Regions from separate parts of the Sus scrofa genome. Here region 1 is linked to region 2. Evidence: chromatin contacts called from public Hi-C data. All regions are on one chromosome and are shown on one strand. The core of a region is the stretch at or near the end of the contact, and the rest is flanking DNA. Distances in the headings are between cores, read along the strand shown. Region 1 overlaps MID1 (E3 ubiquitin-protein ligase Midline-1). Region 2 overlaps MID1 (E3 ubiquitin-protein ligase Midline-1).

Region 1 (5,153 bases), core at 350-2,849, 340 kb before region 2:
CGGACTATATCTAACACGTGTCTGTGAGCTTATTATGCTATAAAAGCGTTCCTTGGCTATTTCCTATGTACACCTGTTCTCTCCCTCAGAATCGTTTGTGTTTTTGGCATCTCACCTAGCCTACATTTTGCTTCTCAGAGAAAACATTGAGTGGCTGAGGCTGAATGAGTTCTTATCTCTACCCCATGCAATCAAGGCCAACTAGGTCTCTAGGCCGTCTTGATGCTACCTGCTGAGAGACTTTTCTGGATTTCGTGATTTGCTCCTGGCTATTTCCACTTTCTCTGAGAATGAGGCCTCAGAACAGACATCATACCGAAAAGCATCTTAAAAGCCCCCTTTGCTTTGAGAACCATGAAAGCAGGTACCGTATCTTTTATCCATCTTTTCTTCTTGGTACCTCACACAATGTCAGCCACAGACCTAACGTGGAGAGGCATGGATGGAGATCATTAGGAAGGAGAAATGAAGCCCACGGCACCCTCTCAAGTGGTTGCAAAACTATTCTTGCAGTGAAGAAACACTTTGTTTTTTTTCTCGTTGGTTTTTCCCAGAGCATCTACCTAAACCTGTCTAAAGGGATGGTTGGGAGGATGGCCTGGTGGGGGGTGGTGAACGGATCCCAGGAAGGGATGATAGCTGAGTGGATGGGTTGTGGATGAATGAAATTTTGTCTATCAGTTCCTTCTGACCATTGAGACAATTCAGCATCTTTATCTGATGACTTAGGGCAACTCTATCACCTATTTCTGAGTTTCATCCAGTTAAAGCTTGAAATCACCAGAACTTTTATTCATTTGATTCTGCCGCCTTGTGGATTAATCTGCTGCAGGTTTTGACAACCAAACAGTGCTATTTCTACTTTTTTGGGTGCGTTCGATGTTGGCTTTTGCAAAGTTATGGAAAATTTTGTATATAACATATATATGGTTTATAAACCTTCATATTTTTCATATTTATATATATTTCCTATACATGTAACTTTGCATATAACATTATATATATGTATATATAGAGAGTTTATAAACCTTCATATTTTTTGGCCTTAAATGTTTTTCTTACCTCCTCGGATAAGGTTACAAAAATTTTTATGGTGGAAAAGTTTACAAAAGGCTAACATGACTTTAAAAATGACAGTTAATGACAGTGGTCTAATTGGGCCATGAAAATGGAGACCCAGCTCTAGAGCCTTTAAATTAAAAAAACTCATGGTGATCCCTTTGTATTGGACTCTACAGCTCTGATAAGGATTTTTTGCAAAGGGCACCCCAATTACATGATTCTTGTCAATTGCATGAATCTACGACCTCTTGAACCAGCAGCTGTGAACTTGACATTACCACACACCCCCACACAAACATTTCCTAATCTTCAGTGTGAGAATTAAAAAAAAAAAAATTTTTTTTTTTAAACAGCTTTGGAGGGAAGAATCAGAACCGAAGTCCTTTTGAGTAAGAAAATGCCTAACAAAAAGACTTCAGAAATTGCCACTGGGGGGCGATGGAAGTTCAGAAACTGCCCTGCTACGTCCCTGAGGCAACCGAGCACTTCAGCTGGTTTATTTATTCAAAGCTGGAATTTGGACTAGCAAACCACCAAGCTCAGGGAAATTCCTGGATAAGGAACACAGTCCTGGGAAAAACCTACCAGAGATGGAATTAGCACCTTGGCGGACTGCCTTTCACACAAAGAGCTTTCCTTCCTAAAGAGCGACTTCAGTTCCCATCAGTCTGAAACGGAGGACGCCAAGTTAAACTGCATCGAAATGAGACAACAAAGGAGGCTGCCTGTTTAGCATTACCTGCAAACACGTGCAAGCGCGCAGTTCAAACGACACCGAGGCATCTCACAGCCACTCGGAACTGAGTTTTGGCTGGAGTGGGTGGGCCTCAGTCAGGAACTTTCCCGGGGGAGGGAGGAGGGAGGTTGTAGAGTTTATCACAGGAAATTCTGAGTCATAGCTAATGCTGTAGGTGACAGTTAAAGAATCCAGTAAGGCAGAAGTTAGGCAGGTTTAGAAAGGTATCTTCTGGAAAACAAAGGAGAAAAAAAAATGGCTTCCCGCAAAGGATAATTTTGCAGCCATTTGGTTATGACTCTGCAACTCTGGGTTTTTAAATTTTTTATTTTTCACTTTTTTGCTTTTGAGGACCGCACCCGCAGCATATGGAGGTTCCCAGGCTAGGGGTCAAATGGGAGCTGTAGCCGCTGGCCTGCACCAGAGCCACAGCAATGCAGGATCCAAGCCACGTCTGTGACCTACACCACAGCTCACAGCAATGCCAGATCCTTAACCCACTGAGCAAGGCCAGGGATCCAACCCGAAACCTCATGGATCCCAGTTGGATTCATTTCCACTGTACCACAACGGAAACTCCCGAAGCTCTGGGTTTTATTTCTCCTTCCTGATTCCCTCTGTGGTGCTAGGGACCACCGGTAGGATTGGGGTCCAACCCTGGCATCACATTCTGGCCAGCCCACTCCGTCAAGCATTATCAATGGTGGGGGTCCAGCCACTAATCCTACTTGGTTTTTTCTTTCCTGAGATTAATTCCATCAGTGTCATCAGCGCAAGGATTTTTGTCCTGATACCCCTGCAAGAAGGGCAAAAGAGCAGGGAGAAATGGAGCTGAAGAAATCAAGTCCAGAATGCAGTTTTTGTCCCTAAGAGATGGCATAACTATATCCAAGACGTTGTGTTGCATCTCACGTCCCATAGGTTCTCCATTTCTAAAGCCCTTGAACCTGGCAGAGACATGGCCTGGGAGCTCTAAGGTTGCAGCCAGGATGAGGACTGGCTCAGTGCCCTGTGAGGACATTAATAATGAGGATGTTTTGGGTTTTGAGTGAGAAGCCCAACTTGAATTAGTTAAGTAGCCAAAAGGAATTTATTGGTTCAAATCCCTAGGAAGTCCAGGAGTGGGTGAAGCTCAGGAAGGGCTGGATCTGGGGGCTCTGCCTCCCTTTCTCAGCCTGGTGTCCGTGTGACAACCTCTGTCACCACTTCTTTTTTTTTTTTTTTTTTGGCCATGCCCATGGCCTGTAGAAGTTCTGGGGCCAAGGATCGAACCTGTACCATAGCAGCAACTGGAATCATAGCAGTGACACCGTGGGATCCTTAACCCACTGAGCCACCAGGGAACTCCTCTCCCAACTCCTTGAACATCCTGGGTCATCAGCTCCTATTGAGTCACATACTTTCTTTGTGATCATTTACTAAGTCTAGGAGTAGAAGAGGGTAATGTGATTTGTGCGGGCCTGGACTGTTGCATTTGATGGCACACCTTGGACCACATGAAATGGAAGAGATACTGGACGGAAGACTAAAGCAGCCGGAATCTACGTGCAGATAATGGTCAGGAAGAGCACTAAGCCCCAAGCCTTACGAGATCTGTTAGCCAGCACAAATTAATCCCAATTGTAGTGTTGCTTCCTTAAATTCTACCATAGGCCTAATGAAAAGGCTCTGGATCCTCGAGTAAATAATTTGGGGGAATGTCTCTACTGACTCAAAGAGGATCTAAGAACTGTTTTCTATTGACAAATGCCTCTATAAAAGGGAACCCGAGTTGTAATCAATACAGTAAGGAAAGCACCATGAGTTCAATATGGGATGCTGAAAAGGGAACAGTCTGTCTAATAACGAAAAGGAGCAACAATTGCATTTGGGACCAACAGTCCCAAAATTATCCCTGGAAACCCCTTAAGGTTTCTATAATTATTTGCAAGGCTCCCTTAATGCAAGTGATCTGCTTGCCATGTAAATCCTAATCATATGAAACACATGCAAAACATAAACGAACCGAAGTAACAGGTCAAGAAACCCAGTGCCTAAAATAGCCCCCAGCACATGCTGATAAGGTGTGAATGGAGACTGGGGGGCCTGGGGACCTGAGGGCCTGAGTGACAACGGTCTGCAAGGCTGAGAGGGTTGTCGGGTTGTCGGAAACCCTAGTGCTGAGGCCTCCACACACAGTTCCAAGGTCTCAGGGAAGAGCCCTAGGCCCTGCGGTGGGGCGGCTTGTTCCCATGTTCAAGTTCTACCCTCAGTTTTCTCCCTGCAGGGCTGTGAATAGCGAAGTCCCCTCTGCTCTTAGAGCCTCCACTGCCTCATCGGGGACATGAAAACAATACCAACCTATGGGGTCCTCTTGTGGGTAGAGTATACCAGTCTAACCCAGGAGCTGGCATACTTTTTATAAAGGGCAGGGGAGTAACTCTTCCGGACTGTGTGAGCCATAGTCTCTGTCTAGAAAGTACTCGACTCTGCTCTCCCGGCCAAAAGCAGCAGCGGGCAGTCCACGTGATGAATGGGTGTGGCCGAGCACCAGTGCAAGGTTTGTGACAAAATAAAGGTGGCCTTTGAAATGGGCCCACGGGCCACAGTTAGCTGACCTCTAGTCTCATTGTTGGTTCCTCCCGGTTCTCTGTGTGTTAGCTGCTCCTTGTCCTTGTCTTCACTCTTCTGTCCCCGCCCCTGCAGGGAACCTTCTTTTAGGGACTGAATTGTATGCGAACCCCCCCCCCCCCATTCATAGGTTCATGCTCTAGCCTCAGGTGTGACTGCGTTCGTTCCTTGGGAGAGGGGTCTTTAAGGAGGTAATTAAACTGAAGTGAGGATGTAGAGAGGGGCGCAGTTATAAGAAGAGGAAGAAACGCCAGCGCTTTCTCTCCCGACCAGGTCAGCCCCCAGCTAGGTGTGCTGTCTGCAAGCCAGGAAGAGCGCTTTCACCAGAAACCAACACTGATGGCCCCCTTGATCGGGGACTTTCAGCTTCCAGAACTGTGAGAAGATACATTTCTGTTGCTTAAGCCCCCTTATCTGTTTTATATATATATATATTTGCTTTTTTATGGCCGCACCCACGGCATATGGAGGTTCCCAGGCTAGGGGTCGAATCGGAGCTGTAGCCGCTGGCCTACACCACAGCTACAGTAACACAGAATCCAAGCCGCATCTGCGACCTACACCACAGCTCACGGCAGGGCCAGATCCGTAACCCACTGAGTGAGGCCAGGGATCACACCCGCAACCTCGCGGTTCCCAGGCAGATTCGTTTCCACTGCGCCACGATGGGAACTCCTGTCTGTGCTATTTTGTAATGGCAGCCCCAGTGAGTAATACAATGACCCACAAATAAGCTATGAATGCC
Region 2 (4,926 bases), core at 1,589-4,088:
ATTCCTGGTGATATTAGAAGGGAGAAGGCGGGGGCTTCCCGCTTTGCGCTCGCGATGCATAAAGAACCAGTTTCTTGCCTCCACAGACCTGTGGAAAACCGGGTACAGTGGTAGGTCCAAAGTCAGACCCGATCGCATAAATCTCGCTTTGTTTAAGATGCTTAAAATATCATCAGCGAAGTCTGTTTTTATGGTGCTAAATGAAATTGACTTGGGCCAGACGTAGTAATGAGCATGCGCGCTACACATCCAAAGACTCTTTCCACCAGATCTAAGTCCTGATAATTCGCGTTCATAGCCTCTTGTTAACAGAATCCATTTTTTACAATCGCAGGCTACTAGGGTGGTAGCTCAAAAGACGCAACCACTATTTAATAGAAGCTGGACTCATTTTTCATCTTCACTCACTCCTTTTGGCAGACTGCAGGAAAATGCCCTTTTCCCTCTGGAGGAACAAGGGGAAAAGGAACACGCATTTTACTTCCTATCGTTTTTCACAAAACGCTGATTGAACTGCGCCAACGCTGTTCCAAGTCCTCTGATGTCGCAGGAGGGGAAGAGATGAATAAGACGTAGGCCTTGATTCCAGATTCCGAGAGAGGAATTTATAGAGTAGCTGCTGGCCACCTACTCCCGTTTAACCACTGAAGAGTCCTCATCTCGTGACCTGAATTTCTTCTGGGTGAAAAAAAAGTATATGTTGACGAATTTTAAAGATCCATTCCAACTCTAAAATTCTTTGAGCCTATAAATTTTTTTTTTTGTCTCTTTTAGGCCACACCCGTGGCATATGGAGGTTCCCAGGCTAGGGGTCAAATCAGAGCTGTAGCTGCCGGCCTACACCACAGCCACAGCAACAACATCAGATCCGAGCAGCACCTGCAGCCTACACCATGGCTCATGGCAACGCTAGATCCTTAACCCACTGAACAAGGCCAGGGATCGAACCCACGTCCTCATGGATATGAGTCACAATGGGAACTCCAATAAATTCGTTTTTTAATTAAAGTATAGTTGACATACAGTATCGTGTTAATTTCAGGTGTACAGCACAGCGATTCAGGGGTATGTGTGTCTGCCCAAAAATTCTGAAAATTTTATTTCGAGGAGAAAATAAAAATTTTTAAACTACTTGAAGCTTTTATTTTATTTTATTTGGTGTGTCTTTTTAGGGCCGCACCCGTGGCACATGGAGGTTCCCAGGCTAGGGGTCGAACCCGCAACCTCATGGATGGATCCTAGTCAGATTCGTTAACCACTGAGCCATGACGGGAACTCCGAGAAGATAAAAATGTTAATTGCACAGAAACTGACAGTGATATATGGAGACTGGTCCAAAGAATTACTCTCCAGTAATACAAAGTATGTTTTATTCCCCCCCCCCCGGGTAATAAGGTAAATCTTGGGTAATTCAAATTCGAATAAGCCAAATAACAGGATGTGAGGGAGCAGATGGCTTATTTTCTTCAACTAAACTGGACTGGTCTGATGTCACGGCCCAAATACAAAGCTGAAGTGCCCCTGGTAACACATGAGCAGCAGCCCATTTCCCAGGGGAGGCCAGCACTGTTGCCTCTCGTAGACATCACCTACTCAGTGATTCCTTAGACCCGGGGTTCTCAAGTCGAGCATGGGACAGAATCACGCGCAGGCTTGGCACAACACGGATTGTTGGGACCCAGCCTCAGAATTCCGATTCAGAAGGACTGAGAGGGAGCCTGAGTCTCTGCCCTATTTCTCTCCATCTCTCCCTTCCCTGTGCTGCTGCTGGGGTGCCGGGGGACCACACTTTGAGAACCACGGCTTTACATAGCATGACGATGCTCTCGAGTCTTCGAAGAAGCTGCAGAGTCCCCTCTGCTTTAGCGGAGTGCAGACACATTTTCCCTTCCTGTGGATCTCCACGTGGCTCTGATGAGCTCATTCCTCATAATTCAGAAGGCAGAGTTGCAAAAAAAAAAAAAAAATGATGAGGGGAAGTTCCTGTTGTGGCGCAGCAGAAAGGAATCTGACTAGTATCCATGAGGATGCGGGTTCGATCCTGGCCTCGCCCAGTGGGTTAAGCATCCGGCGTTGCTGTGAGCTGTAGTGTAAGTCACAGATGCGGCTTGGATCCTGTGTTGCTGTGGCTGTGATGTAGGCTGGCAGCTGTAGCTCCAATTCCACCCCTAGCCTGGGAACCTCCTTATGCCATGGGTGTGGCCCTAAAAAAAAAAAAAAAAAAAAAAAGACGATGAAATACACACAGTGAAGCTTTGTTCGGCCACGTGACAGAGACATGACATAAATGGAGGTTTGATGGCAGACCTAGTTCTTTGTCTCAGCTTTTCCGAGGATTCCAGTGGGATCAGGAGAGTAGAGCTGGGAGTTGCCATCGTGGCTCAGTGGATTAAGAACCCGACTAGTATCCATGAGGACGAGGGTTCGATCCCTGACCTGGCTCAGTGGGTTAAGGATCTGGCGTTGCTCTGAGCTGTGGTGTAGATCGCAGATGCGGCTCAGATCCGACGTTGCTGTGAAGGTGGCGTAGGTCAGCAGGTACAGCTGCAATTTGACTCCTGGCCCAGGAACTTCCACATACTGCCGGTAGACAGAAAGAGAGAGAAGTTGGAAGGAAGGAAGTCCTGGAGTTCCCTGGTGGCTCAGTGGGTTAAGGCTCTGGCATTGTCACTGCTGTGGCATGGGTTCAACCCCTGGCCCAGGAACTTCTGCCTGCCTTGAGCCGGAAAAAAAAAAAAAAAAATCTGGCAACATTTGCTAATTGTATCCCTTCCCAGTCCCACTATGTCATGTGCTCCAGACACAGAAGAGGAATCCAGCCATTGCCCACTGGTGCCTGTGCAGCCGCAGGTTTCAGAAAGAGTTGAGTCGGCAGTTCCTGGCTCCCTGAGCCACACCGACCACAGTTCGGCCACCAAAAATGTGGGTCAGCGAGTTGCCAGAATGCCAAAGCCCAGTGGTTATAAGGACCAGAAGGCTGACGTTGGAAACATGTGATGCCGCCACGGTGCTTCAGATGGGAAATGAGGGCAAAGGTGAAGCTTGCTGTTCTTGGACTTGGTCCTGTGCCACCTCTTTCAACAGCCAGCGGCTGCTTCCACGATTTTCTTTTTCCCTCATAAATTCTGCCAGACGGTGGTTTCATTCAAGCAGCCTTGGCTCTTGCATTTTAGTCAAATGTATCTTTATTATTCTGCTCTTTTCTCAGAGGAGAAAACTAAACTAAACTTTCTATTGTGGACTGAATACCTAAGATAACTGACCTTTGATCCGAGCTGGAGTCATAAAACCTACAGTGTCAAAAATGCCTCCTTTTCTGGCTCGATCTTGTCACAAATCACAAGTAAATACGTTTATTTAAATGTTCCCTCCTTTTCCCTCATGGGAAATTAGATTATTAGCGTCTTAAAATAATGAGAGATCTCTATTCATTGTATCCTATGGGGCAAGTCAAAATGATCATTTTGTAAGAAATGACAAATGCAGCTTCGTTAATATCCGGAGTCTGTCTGCTTCCGGTTCTGGCTGAAATCTCTAGGGGGAAATCAAGCTTAGGTAAGGCTAAAAGAAAAAGCTCCAGGAGTTCCCGTTGTTGCTCAGCAGGTTAAGAACCCAACACAGTGTCTGCAAAGATGTGGGTTCCATCCCTGGCCTCACTCAGTGGGTTAATGGTCCAGCGTTGCTGTGTTTGTGGTGTAGCCCTGCAGCTCCAGCTACGATTTGACACCTAGCCTGGGAACTTCCATATGCTGCAGGCGCAACCCTAAAAAGAAAAGAAGAGACAGAGAGAGAAGAAAAATCTCATAACATATAATTTATTGTATAGTACCTTGCTTGTGTATAGATTTATCCACAATCAGATTCTTAAAAACACATAGTGGATTTTTTTTTTTTACACTTCTACCCTGTTCTGTTAAGAATTAAGGAGGCTCTGAGTTCCCCAGTGGCTCGGCGGGTTAAGGATCTGACTTTGTCACTGCCATGGCGCAGGTTTGATCCCTGGCCCCAGGGACTTTTGCACTCCATGGGCATAGCCTAAAAAATCAAAGAATTAAAGAGGATAAATTCTAGAAATATAGAACATATGACGAATCACTATGAAATAGGGCAAGAAAGACTCCTCTGCCAAGTCCATCAACTGTATCATTTTTTGGTGTAGTACCTTCTTTTTCTAAGGGTATTGACCCTAAGCCTGGCATATGGTTATGTCCTTTCATGTAAAAAGATTTTTAAAATTCACTTTTAATATTGAAAATTTAACATGGCAATATATCCTAAAAGTAATTTTTAAAAAATCAGTTCCATGCAGCTTTATCCTTATGAAATAGACTTCATGTATTATTTTTACTTCCAATCTTCATGGATGCTTATTCTCTCCTCAAAATCAAATCTCTCCTAAGTAGAGTCTTTGATGGGAAGGCACCTGCGGAAGGTGGGAGAGATGCGATCCGGACCTCTGGGTACAGCAAATGAGAGCTTTTTCTTAGCCACGCCTTCAGCATGCAGAAGTTCCCAGGCCAGGGGTCGAACCCGCGCCACAGCATCAACCAGAGACAACACCAGGTCCTGAACCCGCTGAGCCATCAGGGAACTAACAGATGATAGCTTTTTTTTTTTTTTTGTCTTTTTGCCATTTCTTGGGCCACTCCCGCGGCACATGGAGGTTCCCAGGCTAGGGGTTGAATCGGAGCTGTAGCCGCCGGCCCACGCCAGAGCCACAGCCACGCAGGATCCGAGCCACATCTGCAACCTACACCACAGCTCACGGCAACGCAGATCCTTAACCCACTGAGCAAGGCCAGGGATCGAACCTGCAACCTCATGGTTCCTAGTTGGGTTTGTTAACCACTGCGCCACCAAGGAACTCCCAACAGATGATCGCTTTGGTGCCTGATTTTATTGGTTGGGCTTCCTTACGGCCCTGAG

Evidence for each region. Hi-C and Micro-C count contacts between places; a contact is called where the count stands out from the background.
Region 1: a contact with region 2 is called in a Hi-C map of liver, with 6 times the contacts expected there. The contact joins two enhancer-like sites. A contact is called at or near these places in 1 of 5 promoter capture datasets (liver) and 5 of 47 Hi-C or Micro-C datasets (embryonic fibroblasts and liver).

What each region holds. Positions count from the first base shown.
Region 1 is chrX:7,853,492-7,858,644 of Sscrofa11.1, reverse strand. All of the region lies in intron 1 of MID1 (E3 ubiquitin-protein ligase Midline-1), which reads left to right. Among named protein-coding and RNA genes, the nearest start is that of MID1, 50 kb to the left of the region's middle. Within about 2 kb of position 1,599, at least 8 of the 83 cell types and tissues checked have an H3K27ac peak or open chromatin away from gene starts, as enhancers often do. A contact at or near this core is called in liver, where this site is marked.
Region 2 is chrX:7,510,608-7,515,533 of Sscrofa11.1, reverse strand. The region is part of intron 3 of MID1 (E3 ubiquitin-protein ligase Midline-1); the gene reads left to right. Among named protein-coding and RNA genes, the nearest start is that of MID1, 390 kb to the left of the region's middle. Within about 2 kb of position 2,838, at least 6 of the 83 cell types and tissues checked have an H3K27ac peak or open chromatin away from gene starts, as enhancers often do. A contact at or near this core is called in liver, where this site is marked.